Regions from separate parts of the Mus musculus genome. Here region 1 is linked to region 2. Evidence: chromatin contacts called from public promoter capture Hi-C data. All regions are on one chromosome and are shown on one strand. The core of a region is the stretch at or near the end of the contact, and the rest is flanking DNA. Distances in the headings are between cores, read along the strand shown.

Evidence for each region. Capture Hi-C pulls out chosen DNA fragments and counts their contacts.
Region 1: a contact with region 2 is called in a promoter capture Hi-C map of adipose tissue. The contact joins the promoter of 2610507B11Rik here to the promoter of Dhrs13os in region 2. A contact is called at or near these places in 15 of 39 promoter capture datasets (the C10 cell line, the HPC-7 cell line, cranial neural crest and 10 more), 9 of 484 Hi-C or Micro-C datasets (embryonic stem cells, liver, nephron progenitors and 2 more), 4 of 115 datasets of contacts at active chromatin or transcription factors (bone marrow-derived macrophages, embryonic stem cells, pro-B cells and 1 more) and 4 of 9 other capture datasets (adipose tissue, embryonic stem cells, liver and 1 more).

What each region holds. Positions count from the first base shown.
Region 1 is chr11:78,259,980-78,267,091 of GRCm38.p6, forward strand. 2610507B11Rik (RIKEN cDNA 2610507B11 gene) reads left to right here and starts at 1,775. Exons shown (of 39, transcript NM_001002004.2): 1 at 1,775-1,938; 2 at 2,720-2,849; 3 at 3,611-3,660; 4 at 3,933-4,080; 5 at 4,485-4,603; 6 at 5,200-5,260; 7 at 5,594-5,783; 8 at 6,372-6,495; 9 at 6,616-6,740; 10 at 6,957-7,024. The coding sequence starts at 1,871.
Region 2 is chr11:78,027,146-78,033,928 of GRCm38.p6, forward strand. Dhrs13os (dehydrogenase/reductase (SDR family) member 13, opposite strand) reads right to left here and starts at 5,520. Exons shown (of 2, transcript NR_152257.1): 1 at 5,012-5,520; 2 at 2,861-4,786. It overlaps Dhrs13 (dehydrogenase/reductase (SDR family) member 13), which reads left to right and starts at 5,168. Exons shown (of 5, transcript NM_183286.2): 1 at 5,168-5,353; 2 at 5,440-5,558. The coding sequence starts at 5,227. Phf12 (PHD finger protein 12) reads left to right here. Exons shown (of 15, transcript NM_174852.3): 12 at 175-273; 13 at 1,082-1,164; 14 at 1,698-1,836; 15 at 2,172-3,391. The coding sequence ends at 2,506.

The DNA.
Region 1 (7,112 bases), core at 525-3,024, 230 kb after region 2:
TTTTTTTATTATATGTAAGTACACTGTAGCTGTCTTCAGACACTCCAGAAGAGGGAGTCAGATCTCATTATGGATGGTTGTGAGCCACCATGGGATTTGAACTCCGGACCTTTGGAAGAACAGTGGGGTGCTCTTACCCACTGAGCCATCTCACCAGCCCCCCCAATACCAGTTCTTGAGTCCTGGTGAGCCTGATTCTGGTCTCGCCTTAGTTACATTGTTACTCTGCCACCCCTGCTGCATGCAGAGAGACCCCCAAAAGATGAATTCCAGTATGGAAATGTGTTGTGATGCCTCATTGACTTGAATTGAGTTCTTAGATCCTACCTGAACACTGAGAAACCACACTTGAACAAAAAGCTACAGATTTTGAAGATGAACCGGTGTGTGTAGTTTAGAGGATAGTTTGTGGATTTTGAGGATGGAAATCAATTCCTCGGGCCAGCAAGTGCCTTTACCTATAGATCCATCTCACAGGCCTTGAAGTTGTTATTTGAAGAGGCCAATCAAAAAAATCTGGAAGAATTATATGCAGATTAGGATCTGAGAACCAAGAACACAAAATACTTCATAATACCTTGGAACCATCTGGATTTCTTTATCTGGTACTGTGTTTATCTGGTACTGTGTTAGTAAGTCATTAGTCAGACACTGACTCATGAGAATAAGCATAACAGACCTTATCTACTTCCTTCATTTAACAATGAAGAATGCAAAATTCACTCTGGCTTGATTTGACCTTGAACTCTGTATTTCATGTAATTAAAATTGCTTCCCAGATAATCTGTAAAGGGTAAAACAATATTCACTATTTCTATATTTCACCCTGTTCTGGGTGGTGCTATACACAATCGCACAAACCTAAAAATACAGAATGGCTCTCCCCATGAAGGATGTTAGAAGATACTATCTGGCCCAGGCATGGTGACACATGCCTTTAATCCTAGCACTTGGGAGGCAGAGGCAGGCAGATTTCTGAGTTCGAGGCCAGCCTGGTCTACAGAGGGCTACACAGAGAAACCCTGTCTCAAAAAAAAAAAAAAAAAAAAAAAAAAGATAAGAAGATACTATCTGGAACAGTATTCAGACAGTAAACAAAGTTGGTTTCCTTGTGGGGTGAGATGATAGATAGCTGAGGTCTTTGAATTACCTCTTAATTTTCTCTGTAATCTTTTCAGACAGGATCACTTATGACCTACAGACACATAACTTTTGTTGTTGTTGTTTTGTTTTTTTGAGACAGGGTTTCTCTTTATAGCCCTAGCTGTCCTGGAACTCACTTTGTAGACCAGGCTGGCCTCAAACTCAGAAATCCGCCTGCCTCTGCCTCCTGAGTGCTGGGATTAAAGGCCTGCACCACCACGCCCGGCACCAGCCAGGCCGGCTCTTAATGGCCTAGGGAATGCGTTTTGGAAGTGGAACCTCAAAGTGGTAGAAACGACCCATCCTGGTCACCGCCCGGCGAGCTCGTGCGGACTCCGATCCCCCGCCCTCAGCGCGAACCCGGAGCTCCGCGGCGTGCCGCGCAGGCTGCGCTCTAGGTGTAGCGCGCAGGACCGCGCGTTCGCGGTCCGCCCCGCCCTCCCTCTCCAGAGCCACGCCTCCACTCCGCGCAAGCCGCTGGTCGGCCCTCAGGGCTCGCGCACGCGCGCGCGGGTTGGGGCGGGTCGGGGCGGGTCGGGGCGGGTCGTGGAGGGAGCCAGCCGGCTGGTCCACGAGCCGCCGGGGCGGGGACACGCGCGCGCGCACTAACGCTTCCTCGCCGTGCGTGTGCGTGCGCGGCCGAAGCCCGCCGCGGCGCTGTGCGGTTCCGGCGTCAGGGCCCGGCATGGCGGGGGTCGGGGCCAGGCCGGGCCGGACCCGGACCTAAATGCCTCTATTTCTCTCCGCGCTGTTGGTCTTGCTGCTGGTTGCGCTTAGCGCACTCTTCCTAGGCCGGTGAGGGGATTCTAGCCACAGGGTCGGGGGGGTCGAGGAAGACCGGCTGGAGGAGGCGCGGGTTGGTCGGGCGCCTTAGGCGGAGGGGGCGCGAGCAGGAGGGGGCGCTCAGCCGAGGCGAGGGGAAGCGAGGTGGGGGCAGGGGCGCTGAAGCATCTGGCTGGACCCGAAGCAATGTCCAGTCCGGGAACCGAATGTTTGCGTGTGAGGGAGGGGGCCTCCCTCGGTGGTCTCCCTTTCCTGCCCCGTTCGCCTCCGTGTCCTCTTCCCAGATTGCGAAGGGCACCTGCAGCCGCGCCCTGCAGAGAGGTCGGGAGGACTGGCTGGCTAGAGCAGAGCGGTGTTTGAGCAGTTCCGAGAGTGACCTCTGCCTTCTCGGAAACGGCTGCAGGGTGGGGACGCAGACAGGGACCCTCTAAGGAGTGTGCGATGACGTATTTAACACGACTGCCTTCACTTTGCCTTTTGAGGACCTCTTTTTACTTTGGGTTCCTAAAGATTTGAGGGTTTCTTTGTTTATTCTTTCTTTCTTTCTTTTTTTTTTTTTTTTTTTTTTTTTTTGACCTCTTTTAGAGGGTGAGTTTCGTTTGCCTAGTTTTGTTTGAATTTAGGGGCCCGTAGTTCTGGTTGTTGTGCCTAAATGAGTATGACTAGAGAAATATTTTAGGAAAATCGTAAAGTTCCTAAGAAAAATCCGGCTTCAGGATACCACCCCTTGCAAGGCCTTTCTAGAATCAAAAAGGGTAGAGGGTCTTATAATCCAACTGTTTTTTTTCTGCAGGTGGCTTGTGGTCCGGTTGGCCACCAGGTGGTGTCAGCGCAAGTTGCAGGCAGAGCTAAAGATTGGCTCCTTCCGATTTTTTTGGATCCAGAATGTCAGTCTTAAGTTTCAGCAGCACCAGCAGACGGTGGTGAGTTCCGGGAATTGCAGAGAGAAAGAGAGAGAGAGAGAGAGAGGAGAAGGGCGGGAGTGTGTGGTGTGTGTGTTGGTTTGGAGGGGGTTTCAAACTTTAGCTTCCTCCATGGGTAGTTTTCCTAGTTAACTCCACCCTTGTTGTTGTTGTTTTTGTTGTTGTTATTATTATTATTGTCAAGAGGATCTTAGGAGCTACTTGGAGGACTCTGCAATAGATGCCAGTTGTTTCAAGTGTTTATGGGACTAGATCTGGTGGTATAAACCTGTAATTCTTGTTTCTCAAGAGGCCGAAGCAAGAGAATTATAAATTCAAGCTCTGCCTAGGCAACTTAGTGAGTGCTTCTCTCAAAATTAAAATGAGCTGGAATAGTGGTTCAGTGGTAGAGCCTGGTATCTGCTGGGTCCTCTTTAGTATCTAGTACCAAACTAATGACACAGAGTATCCAGGGTATGGAAGAAAGATATGGAAGTAAACAGAGAAAGATTACAGGAAACAGCAAACTCACTGTTCTAATTTAAGAGAGGAAATAGGGTGGCAACTTGTTCATAAAAAGAGAACTGCTAAGCAAATTCAGCTAACATCATCATGAGGAGCAGGATAGCCACGTTGATCAGAGAAACCAGGGAAAGAGGATTTGTCGGGAGGACCAATAGAACTCCCTTCTCCTGGGACTCAGGACCTTTGCTGGTTCATAAACCTGCCCATCATTGATTTCCTAGCAACCAGGTACACGGCTGTCTTTACTGTCATTTTAGGAAATTGACAACTTGTGGATTTCCAGCAAACTCCTTAGCCATGATCTGCCGTGAGTACTCTGTGTCCTTACTCTGCCCTTGAGGAATATTTTGAGGTTGAGTTTTGACAATAAAATTCTTCTACGGAGACATTTTAGTCGAGGTGGGAGGGACGTTCTTGCTGGAGTCTCCTATTAGTCCAAGTGCTGTTTTGTGAGACATGCTGAAAACAACTTCCTCTGTTATTTGAGCTATTATGGGACTGGGAGAGGGTGTGAGGGAGGGAAGGAAATTGCTCTGAAAGGGATGGACCAGATGATAATGAGGCTTCTCTTCTGGGCAGAAACTATGTGGCATTGTGCTTTGGAGAAGTGCGCATCAGGACAGATCTACAGAAGGTTTCTAGCCTGTCTGCCCCATTCTCTCAGAACACAGAGGTGGAGCAAAAGGAACTGTCCCTCAGCCCATCCTTGTTGAAGATCTTCTGCCAAGTGAGATTACTTTTACTCTTTTTAAAAACTAAATATTCATGTGTGTGTGTATGTGTGCACGTGCGAGGATACTTCTGCATTGACCAAAGAGGCTAGCAGAGAGTGTTGGTTGCCCTGGAGATGAAGTTAAAGGCACATGTGAGCTGCTCTGTGGGGTTTGAGAATTGAACCCGAGATCTCAGGAAGAACAGCCAGTGCTCTTATTCGGTGAGCCATCTCTCGGGCCCCACTTCTGCTATGCTCAACTGCATTTCAGAGATGGTTGGTTGGCTTTGGACTGGGGAGGAACGGTGGGGGATTATTTTACTATCTGGAGGGATAAAAGCTAAGATCTTCCATTCTCAGCTGGAAAGGAAGAGTGGTGCCTTTACATTAACTATTGCATATCTTTATTATCCTTCCAGCTATTCTCCATTCATGTAGATGCCATAAACATCATGGTTCTTAAGGTGGCTACCTCTGAGTCCTTGTGGCACATCCAGATCAGTAGAAGCAGATTTCTTTTGGACAGTGATGGGAAGAGGTGAGTGGTAGGTAGAAGAGGCTGATAGTATCCCTGTTTGGAGTTGCTTGAGAGAAACTGAATGTCGAAGCCTCCTCATCTACACGTCAGGTTCTCACTCTGTGCAGTCTTGAGGAGAAGCCAAGACTGGCTGTTCTGCTTGCCCTGTTTTTTCTACCCAACAGATTAATTAAGAGGTAGTGAGGAAAGGGGTCAGAGTTTTTTGTTTTGTTTTTGAAGCAGGGTCTCACTATAAAGCCGTGGGTTTCTTAAAACTCTATATGTAGATCAGACTGTCCTTGAACTCACAGGACCCTACAAGCCTTTGCTGCTGCTTCTTTTTTTTTTCTTTTAAAGATTTATTTATTATTATATGTTAGTACACTGTAGCTGTCTTCAGACACACCAGAAGAGCACATCAGATCTCATTACAGATGGTTGTGAGCCACCATGTGGTTGCTGGGATTTGAACTCAGGACCTCTGGAAGAGCAGTCAGTGCTCTTAAACACTGAGCCATCTCTCCAGCCCCCATGCCTTTGCTTCTTGAGTGTTAGGATTCAGGACCTATACTACCACCTCTGGATTAAATGCTTTTAATTTTTTCTTTCTTTCCCAGTCTCATCTGTAAAGTGAACCTATCAAAGATCAATAGCAAAGTCCTGAAGAGTGGTCAGCTGGTGAGTACGTCAGGGTGATTGTGGGGCTTCATAGCCTCTTGAGCATGGGTATGAAGGAGCTTAGGGTCCTTGTGTTGTTAGATTCTGTGCCTTTAAAGGTTTTTCCCAAGGCAATGCTCAACCAGTATTCCTAACCATTGTAGCTTTGTTTGTTTTGTGGGAGACGATTTTGTCATGTGTAGCTATGGCTGGCCTGATATGTAGCCCAGTCTGGCTTTGAACTCATGGTGGGCCTCCTGCTTTAGTCTTGAGAACTAGGATTATAGGTGTGAAATACCACACTGGTTCCAGACCATTCCAATTTGATCTAAAACTTTAAACCTCCCTTCACAGGAGGATACATGTCTGGTAGAGCTCTCACTGGCCCTGGACCTGCGCCTACAGGTCAGCGTCAGCAGTTGGCATCTGACGGCTGTCACTGTGGATGTGTGGACACTCCATGCTGAGCTGCATGAAGGTCTCTTCCATAGTCAGCTACTGTGTCATGCCCCAGGCCGGATTTCCAAATCAGTTTCTTGTTCAGGTAAAGCCTCGGTCATTGAGTTTCTTGGCTGCTGTAGTCTTGGGGATTATTTTGGAAGTAGAAAAACCAGTGACTTGGCCCCTTGTTGAGGTGTGAGTCATTAGACACAATGGCCTTTGATTAGGTAGAGGGAGAGGAAATAGGTATTTCCGTGTTCTGAGTCAAAGAACTTAAACCTAATGGTTACTGTGAGTTAGCACTGCATGTTTTATGTATGTTTTTACTATCTTTTTTTTTTCAAATAAAGAAACAGGCCTAGAACATTTTAGTTAGCTGACTTGGCTGATGTCTTATAGTTAGTGAAAGTAAGTGTAAATTATTTGACAGTTAAGTCCATATCTTCTCCATTATACCTAACTATTCACTTTACTGTTTATGCTTTTAGCGTTTTAGAGTCTGGGAACGGAAGTATATCAGATACCTGGGTCTGTGATGTTTTGGGCCTTGTACCCACTTAGGCATTTGCTTAGCTTATCTTTTTACCTTCCTATATGTGAGGATTTGACTGAAGAGGGGCAGGGCTGGGAGAATTTGAGAATGTTAAGGAGTAATCAGGTTCTCATGTATATTATTCATTCCTATTTCCAGATTTGACTGAGAACTTTGCTGAACCAACTCTGCCTGGCCTATACCTCCTCCAGCGGCTGCCAGACCAAGTCAAGGTGAAGATGGAGAACACAAGTGTGGTGTTGTCTATGAACAGTCAAAAACGGTAAGGACCCGCGCAGACTGAGGGTGATCCCATGGCTAGTCTTAGTACTCCCTGAGCCTGTGTGTGGAGAGCAGGGAGAGGCATGCCAGCTGGTTCTGATGTGGACTCTCTCTGGTCCAGGCACTTGACTTGGACACTGAAGCTGCTGCATTTCCTGTACCACCGTGATGAGGACCAACTGCCGCTTCGAAGCTTCACAGCAAACTATGATATGGCACAGATGAGCACTGAACTCCTATTGGAAGGTTCATGGAAGGGGTTACTGGTACTAAGAGATGGGAGGACCAGGCGTTCTGTGTTAGTGCCCTACTGGGTTTAATATCACTGTGGGTGGAAGGAGAGAAGATGAGATATCCCTGACTCAAAGTGTTGATGGCAGTGTTCTCATCTTTTGCCCGCACTTGCCCTTTTCCTAGTTATACTTTGTGGCTTCCCCTCATCTGTTCTTTGGCTTCTTACAGATGGGTTGTTGCTGTCCCAGAGTCGCCAACGAATTGTCTGCCTCAACTCCCTCAAGGCTAATGTGCAGGTAGCTGCCAAGAACCTATGTCTGCTCTCTTCATGTTGCTGCATGGGCCAGTTCTGGGAATAAAACCCATACTTGGGGTCTTCTCATT
Region 2 (6,783 bases), core at 4,270-6,769:
GGTGGGGTGGAGCACTCCCTGAAGCAGCTCTGGGTCAGGTGTGAGTCTGAGCTTGAGTCACCTAGTGAGATTTTTTTTCAAGGCCACCAACCATAGATCCAGGTTTTGTTGGTTTGTGTTTGGGTCACAGGTTCTGGGTTTCTGAATGATCCTATCCCTATGTTTGTCTTGTAGTGCAAAGAAAGGAGGTACAGGCCCGAGCTGTGTTCTGCCCCCTCTTAGGGTTGGGAGGAGCTGTGAACATGTGCTATCGAACCCTCTACATCGGGACAGGTGAGCCAGCCAGGAGTCTGGGAGGGGTACTGGACCTTCAGCCTAAAGGTGGACACTTAGAGAAACCCTTTTGAGGTTGATAGATCTAACAACACCCCACTGGGGTGTCCAGGCAAGAGAGACTGAGAACCCAGACAATCCAATGGGGTACTTCCTTGGCTCAGGCCTTTTGCTTTAACTGCCTCTCAGTAGCTTCTGAAACACTGTAAGGAAAGACTTAAAAAGAGAACACTTCTTTATTCTCAGGTGTGATAAGCTCACACATAACCTTCCTTTATTTGTTAGTTTATTTTTGGTCATCAAGATGATTTAAGATAGGATCTCCTCTGTAGTTCAGGGTGGCCTTGAACTCCAGTCTGTTCTCTTGCCTCAACCTCTCAGGTACTACATCTATGAGTATTGCCCACCACACCTCTGATCACCCCTAGAAATTGCCCTTTAAAGTGCCCTACACTATTGTGTTCACATGGATATACCATCCTCTTCAGTAGCTTACTGTCTGTCTGGGTGGCAGCCATGTATTCTAATGCAGATTAGCTTTAGAACAACAAAAGGAATTGCTGAACTTGCCAACATATATCTATAATCTCAGTACTTCAGTACTTACGGAATGGAGGCAGGGAGATCAAGAGTTCAAAGCTATACCCCATTACTATAAAGGGGAAAAAAAAGAGAAAAAAAAAAAAGAGGCCTTGAGCTACCTTGAAGTTTCTACTAGCACCCACCCACTCCCCTCTCTTTCACCTCCCCAACACATACACCTTACAGTCTGTTCTCTACCTTTTCCTTGACTCCTGCCACCTTGCAGGAGCTGACATGGATGTGTGCCTTACAAACTATGGTCACTGTAACTACGTGTCCGGGAAACATGCCTGCATATTCTACGATGAGGTGAGGGGCAGAGATGGGTGGGAGGGAGCTTTCCTAGCCTGAGGTCCTTCCCCAGCACTGGGTTCTGGACACAGGCAGAGGCAAGGATGAAAGGCTTGTCCTTTTTCTTCCTGTCCATCTTGGAAGGAAAGACTCAGTGTGAAGGGCTTGGCATTCCACCATGGCAACCTGTTTGTAGGAGCAGGCAATCGCTGCAACTAATGTTGCCCTCAGAAACAATTGAGGGAAGCCACCTCAAAATGGGAAGGGATCAAAATAGAAGGAAGCCAAGCTCTGTGTGTCCCTGAGTTTCATCATAATTATGTGCCAGTGAATTTCAGATCAACAGGAGCCAGTGCTGAGGAGCAGGGTGAGGGAGGAGATGTGGAGTCAATGGGGCAGGCTTTCACATGGGTGAGTCTTGGTGAATTCTGAAAGAGGCAGGCTGTGACTGAGGAAGAGCATGAGATCTTGCTAGGTAGAGCAGCAAGCCCTATGTCCTCTCCCAAGGCTGCACACAGCAACTACACATCATTATCTCCCCTCCTCCTCAGAATACCAAACATTATGAGCTGTTAAACTACAGTGAGCATGGGACAACGGTGGACAATGTGCTGTATTCATGTGACTTCTCTGAGAAGACCCCGCCAACCCCCCCAAGCAGTATTGTTGCCAAAGTACAGAGTGTCATCAGTAAGTTGGAGCAGAGGCCTGTGGCCACACAGCTAAGGCCCCCCGTCACCTTGGTTCTACCATGCTGTCAGTGACCTACAGTTTCTTGCCTTCCCAGTCCCCTTGGCCAAGCTCATTGATGGTGGGCCTGGAAAAAGCCACCGAAAATCAAGTGCTGAACACCCACATATGTATCAGACCTGGGCAGGGACTTGAGACTCCAGCCCCGTCTGAGCATCCTCAGCCCTGATCATGTAGCATAGAATGGGGAGACGCAGGGGGCCAGTACTGCCAGTCACCCCAGACAGGTCAGCCATTCACTCTTCCCCTCCTATGATCATGCCCCTTTTTCCCAGGGCGCCGCCGACACCAGAAACAGGATGAAGAGCCAAGTGAGGAGGCAGCCATGATGAGTTCCCAGGCCCAGGGGCCACAGCGGAGACCCTGCAATTGCAAAGCCAGCAGCTCAAGCTTGATTGGGGGCAGTGGGGCCGGCTGGGAGGGCACAGCCTTACTCCACCATGGCAGCTACATCAAGCTGGGCTGCCTGCAGTTTGTCTTCAGCATCACTGAGTTTGCGACCAAACAGCCCAAAGGCGATGCCAGCCTGCTGCAGGATGGGGTCTTGGCTGAGAAACTCTCTCTCAAGCCCCATCAGGGCCCTGTGCTGCGCTCCAACTCCGTTCCCTAGGCCATTGGCCTGGACGCCCACCCAAGACTCCTGCAATGCAAAAATGTACACGAACCAAGCCTGGGTGTTTTCTATACCAGAAACCCTCAACTACAATCTTTGCATGAAATGAAGAAAACCTTTTGACTGTTTTTTAAGACTTTTTTTCTTTTCTCAAGTTCTAGGGGGCATTTGCACATATATTTGTACTCAACATTTCATGGGAAAGCGGCAGATCCGCGCTGAGGAGCAGCGAGGGCAGGGACAGGAGGCCCTGGTCTGGACACTTCCTCCAGCACAATCCCTTCCCCCGCCTCCTGCTCCTCCCCCTCGACCGCCTGCCCACTGTTGTAAAATAATCAGAAACTTGTTCTATTTTGTGGCAGTGACAATAGTTTTATATTAAAAGAAAAAAATACAGTTTTCATACAGCAAAATCTATACAATATCATTGTTTTATTTAATATAAAGATCGCTACCCACTCCTTTCCATGGTTCCCACCCTACAAGGACTTCCCCTCTCTGCAGCAGTTGCACTACAGGTAGCTACTGTGTATATGGACAAATGAGAAATGAATCCTTTTTTCTGGCTGTCCATCTATTTTATTTCAAATAAGGAAAAGTGTATTTGGATTTTGTGTAAATACATCTAGTGATGGCATTTTTTCAATGTTTTTAAAAGCTGTGTACAGTACATGTGGTAGAGTGTTTCTCAAATTGTCTATTGTAGCAAAGGCGTTTTTGTCGTAAACCTGTTCTGTGTCCTTTTTTGTTCTTACCACTTCTCTTCCTCCTCACCCCAGATACTTCCTCTTCCCCACAACCAATGTACATAGTAATTGTAATGTTTTAGACTTGACAGAAACTTTCCTGTATTCTGTATATAAAAACCAAAAATACTTCAAATTATGTTTTCTGCCTGTCTGTCCTCCCTGTCATGCTTAGAAGGGGAAGTGTCCTGGATCTCACTTTTCACACCCTTTGTACAAGTGTCAGTCTCAGGTAGTCTCCAGGGAAGCTTGGTGGAGAAGGCAGATGTTAGTGAAGGGAGCCTAAGCTCTGAGAGGGAACTGGAAAGGAGTGCTTGCCTTTGGAGGGCTGCTGTTTCCCTAGGGAGCCCTAATACAGTAACATCTCTCTAGACCAATGGTTCTCAACAGTCCTGATGCTGTGACCCTTTTATACAGTCTGTCGTGTGGTGACCACCTACCCTAAAAGTATTTCAGTGCTACATCATAACTTTAATTTTGCTACTGTTGCAAATTATAAATGTCTGACACAGGATATCTGAGATGCAACTCCTGTGAAGGGGTCCTTCGACTCTTGGTAAGGAGGTGACCCAGGTTAAAGACTGCTGCTCTAGCCTGTGCGGCTCTTGGTGTAACTTGAATAACTTCTGCTGTTCTCATCAGGAAATACCCTGCTGTGTTACCCTAATTCTAATTTCCTGGGCATCCTGCTAGCTTCCTGGAGATGGCTTATTCAGGAAGTTCTTCCTGAGAACAGTCCCCTAGAAAAATCTGTGTTCTGGCACTATTCTAACTAGTACCTATTCATATATTCAAGTCTGTTGATAGGGCTAGAAGACGAGCTTTACATCCACAGCGTCTATAGTTGTGCTCCAAGAACACAGTGCAGTATTAAATAGGGAATTCCCTGGTCTCAGAAATCTGACCCTGACTCCCACATATAGTTGTATTCTTGTCCCTGCCACTCTGCTTCCACTTCAGGAAGGACTTCTTAAACCTCCAAAGGCAGAAAGGAACTACCTGTCCTTCACTGTCCTAGGCAAGGTCCTGCTTGGAATGCCCACATCCCTAGCTGTCCCTGCCCAGCTTACCCTCAGTCACTGTTTCCAGAGTAATGGAGTGTCTACCTACCTAGTCTTGCTACCTGTGAACCGTTCTAGAAACAAATTACCGCCTTTTCGAAAGCAGAGGTCATGGAGTAACAACCATGTAATACCCACTGTTTCGGAGTTTGAGGAAGGAGGATCTCAAATTTAAGGCCACCATGGGCCTAGGGAAACCACCTCCAAAATCGACAGGGAAAGGGGTGGGGTCACAAAGTTAGGAAATCACATGGTTGAATCCTGACAACCCTGTCAGTGCCAGCATAAGAAGCCTCATGCCTCTGGCCTGTAACGGGAAATGTCCTAGAAGAGCAGCGGAGGGCTGGATAATGAAAGAATGAGAAAAGAGTCGCTTCATTGAGGAAAAGGCATCCAGGACTCGACTCCAGACACACGAGCCCATTCATGTACACAGGACTCCAGACTGAGAGACTGCTACATACTCACACCTAGAGTAAACAGAGATGTTCATTCAGTCACACGCGTTGGTGGAGACTACAGATGCATGCACAGCCTGGAGGACTCCCGCGATGGGCACAGACACCTACGCAGTGCTCTCACCGCCGGCGCCCGCCCAGAATCCAGAAGCACGCCCAAAGCCTGAGCGGAGATCTCAGGGCCCTAGGCATGCACACACCCACCCGTCCCTCAGGCAGATGTTTCCGGGTACTTACCGAGCACGCGTTCCCGGGAGTTCGCAAGCCTAGAGGGCGCTCCCAGGACTCCAAGGTGTTTCTCCTAGGCACGCCGCCAGGGCACGCAGGCGCACGCCTAGGGGGCGCTCGCAGGGGCCACGCGTGCGCGCACACCCCTGCCCAGCCTGCCGCCGCCCTCGCGAGGCCGAGGCGGGAGCGACGAGGCCCGGGCGGGAATCGGGAGCACTGCCGGCATGGAGATGCTGCTGCTGGGCGCCGGGCTGCTGCTGGGCGCCTACGTGCTTGTCTACTACAACCTGGTGAAGGCCCCGTCGTGCGGCGGCATCGGCAGCCTTCGGGGCCGCACGGTCGTGGTCACTGGTGAGTGCGCGCGAGCGGGCGGCGGGGAGGCCGGGCGGGTGGCCGCGGCCCGACCGGCTGAGCTGGCTCCCACCCGCCGCCCGCAGGCGCCAATAGCGGCATCGGAAAGATGACAGCGCTGGAGCTGGCGCGCCGGGGAGCGCGCGTGGTGCTGGCCTGCCGCAGCCGGGAGCGCGGGGAAGCGGCCGCTTTCGACCTCCGTCAGGTGAGACCATAGGGGAATGCGGGAGGCGGGTGAGCCCGGGACGCGGAGGGCGGAGCAGAGCGACGGAGGAATCAAGATCTGAGAGGAGAGAGCCTCACTATCCCTTAAACAGAGAGGAAGATGCAGGGACTGCTGTGGTCTTTAATCTTGAGAGCTTTAAGAATCAGAGTTAATGAAGTCAGGTGTGGTCCCAGCACCGGGCTGCGAGCTCAAGGCCAGCCTTGGCAAAGGCGACAAAGAAGGAAGGGTTAGGATAATGAAGAGATGCAGAAAGAACAGCAGGTGCAAATGCCCTGAGACTAGAGAGTCTAATTGGAGAGACAGGGGGCGGGAGATGAAGCAAGGAATAAAAGGAATGTCCTGAAGTGGTTCTGAGCCACAGCCAGCTTCTGAAGGCCCTTCCAAATACCATCGAGTTGAAGACAGCTGAGCAGAGAAGACACTTCAGTAGGCTCTGGACCATCCTGATGGCTTTTTCAGATGAATTTCTTAGAACTGTGCGGTGTCTAGACTGCAGAGGACAGGAGTGAGAGGGTCACATACCTTTAATCCTAGCACTTGAGAGGCAGAGACAGGTAGATTTCTGTGAGTTGAAGACCAGCTTGGGCTACATCCTAAGACTCTGTCTCAAAATAAACAAGCAAACAAATAAAATAAATTTTTTTTAAAAAGGTGTGTAAGAGAAGACCACAGTCTCTTAGGAAAAGTTTGTTACAGCAGGACATGCTGGTGCACACCTGTAATTCCAGCCCTGAAGAGGCTGAGGAAGGGAGATCATGAGTTCCAAGGCAGTCTGAGCTACGTAGCAAGATGCTGTCTACAACAGGTGAAAGGCTGTAATTGATTTTTATGGTAAATGATAATAAAAACAAGGGATGTTAATGGCAAATACCTGCACGCTGCTGACTGGGTATTTAATATATATTAACTCTAGCTCAGGCAGGCCTTGAACTGGTGACAAAAGGGTAGCTAGGATAACCAATGTGTGCCACCACACCAGACATACATGTATTTTATCTGATTTAACTCTCCCAGCTTTTTTTTCCAGTAGAAAGTATTATTATTGCTGTTAATATTATTACTATCCTCTCATTTTTCAGTAAGAGAACAGAGGCCCAAAAGATATTCAGTATCACGTCTGAAGTCACACTCTAGTTAGGGGCAAAGTCAAGATTTGAATCCACACACCCATTACACGCTGATGCATAGAGGCAGGTTTTAGTCA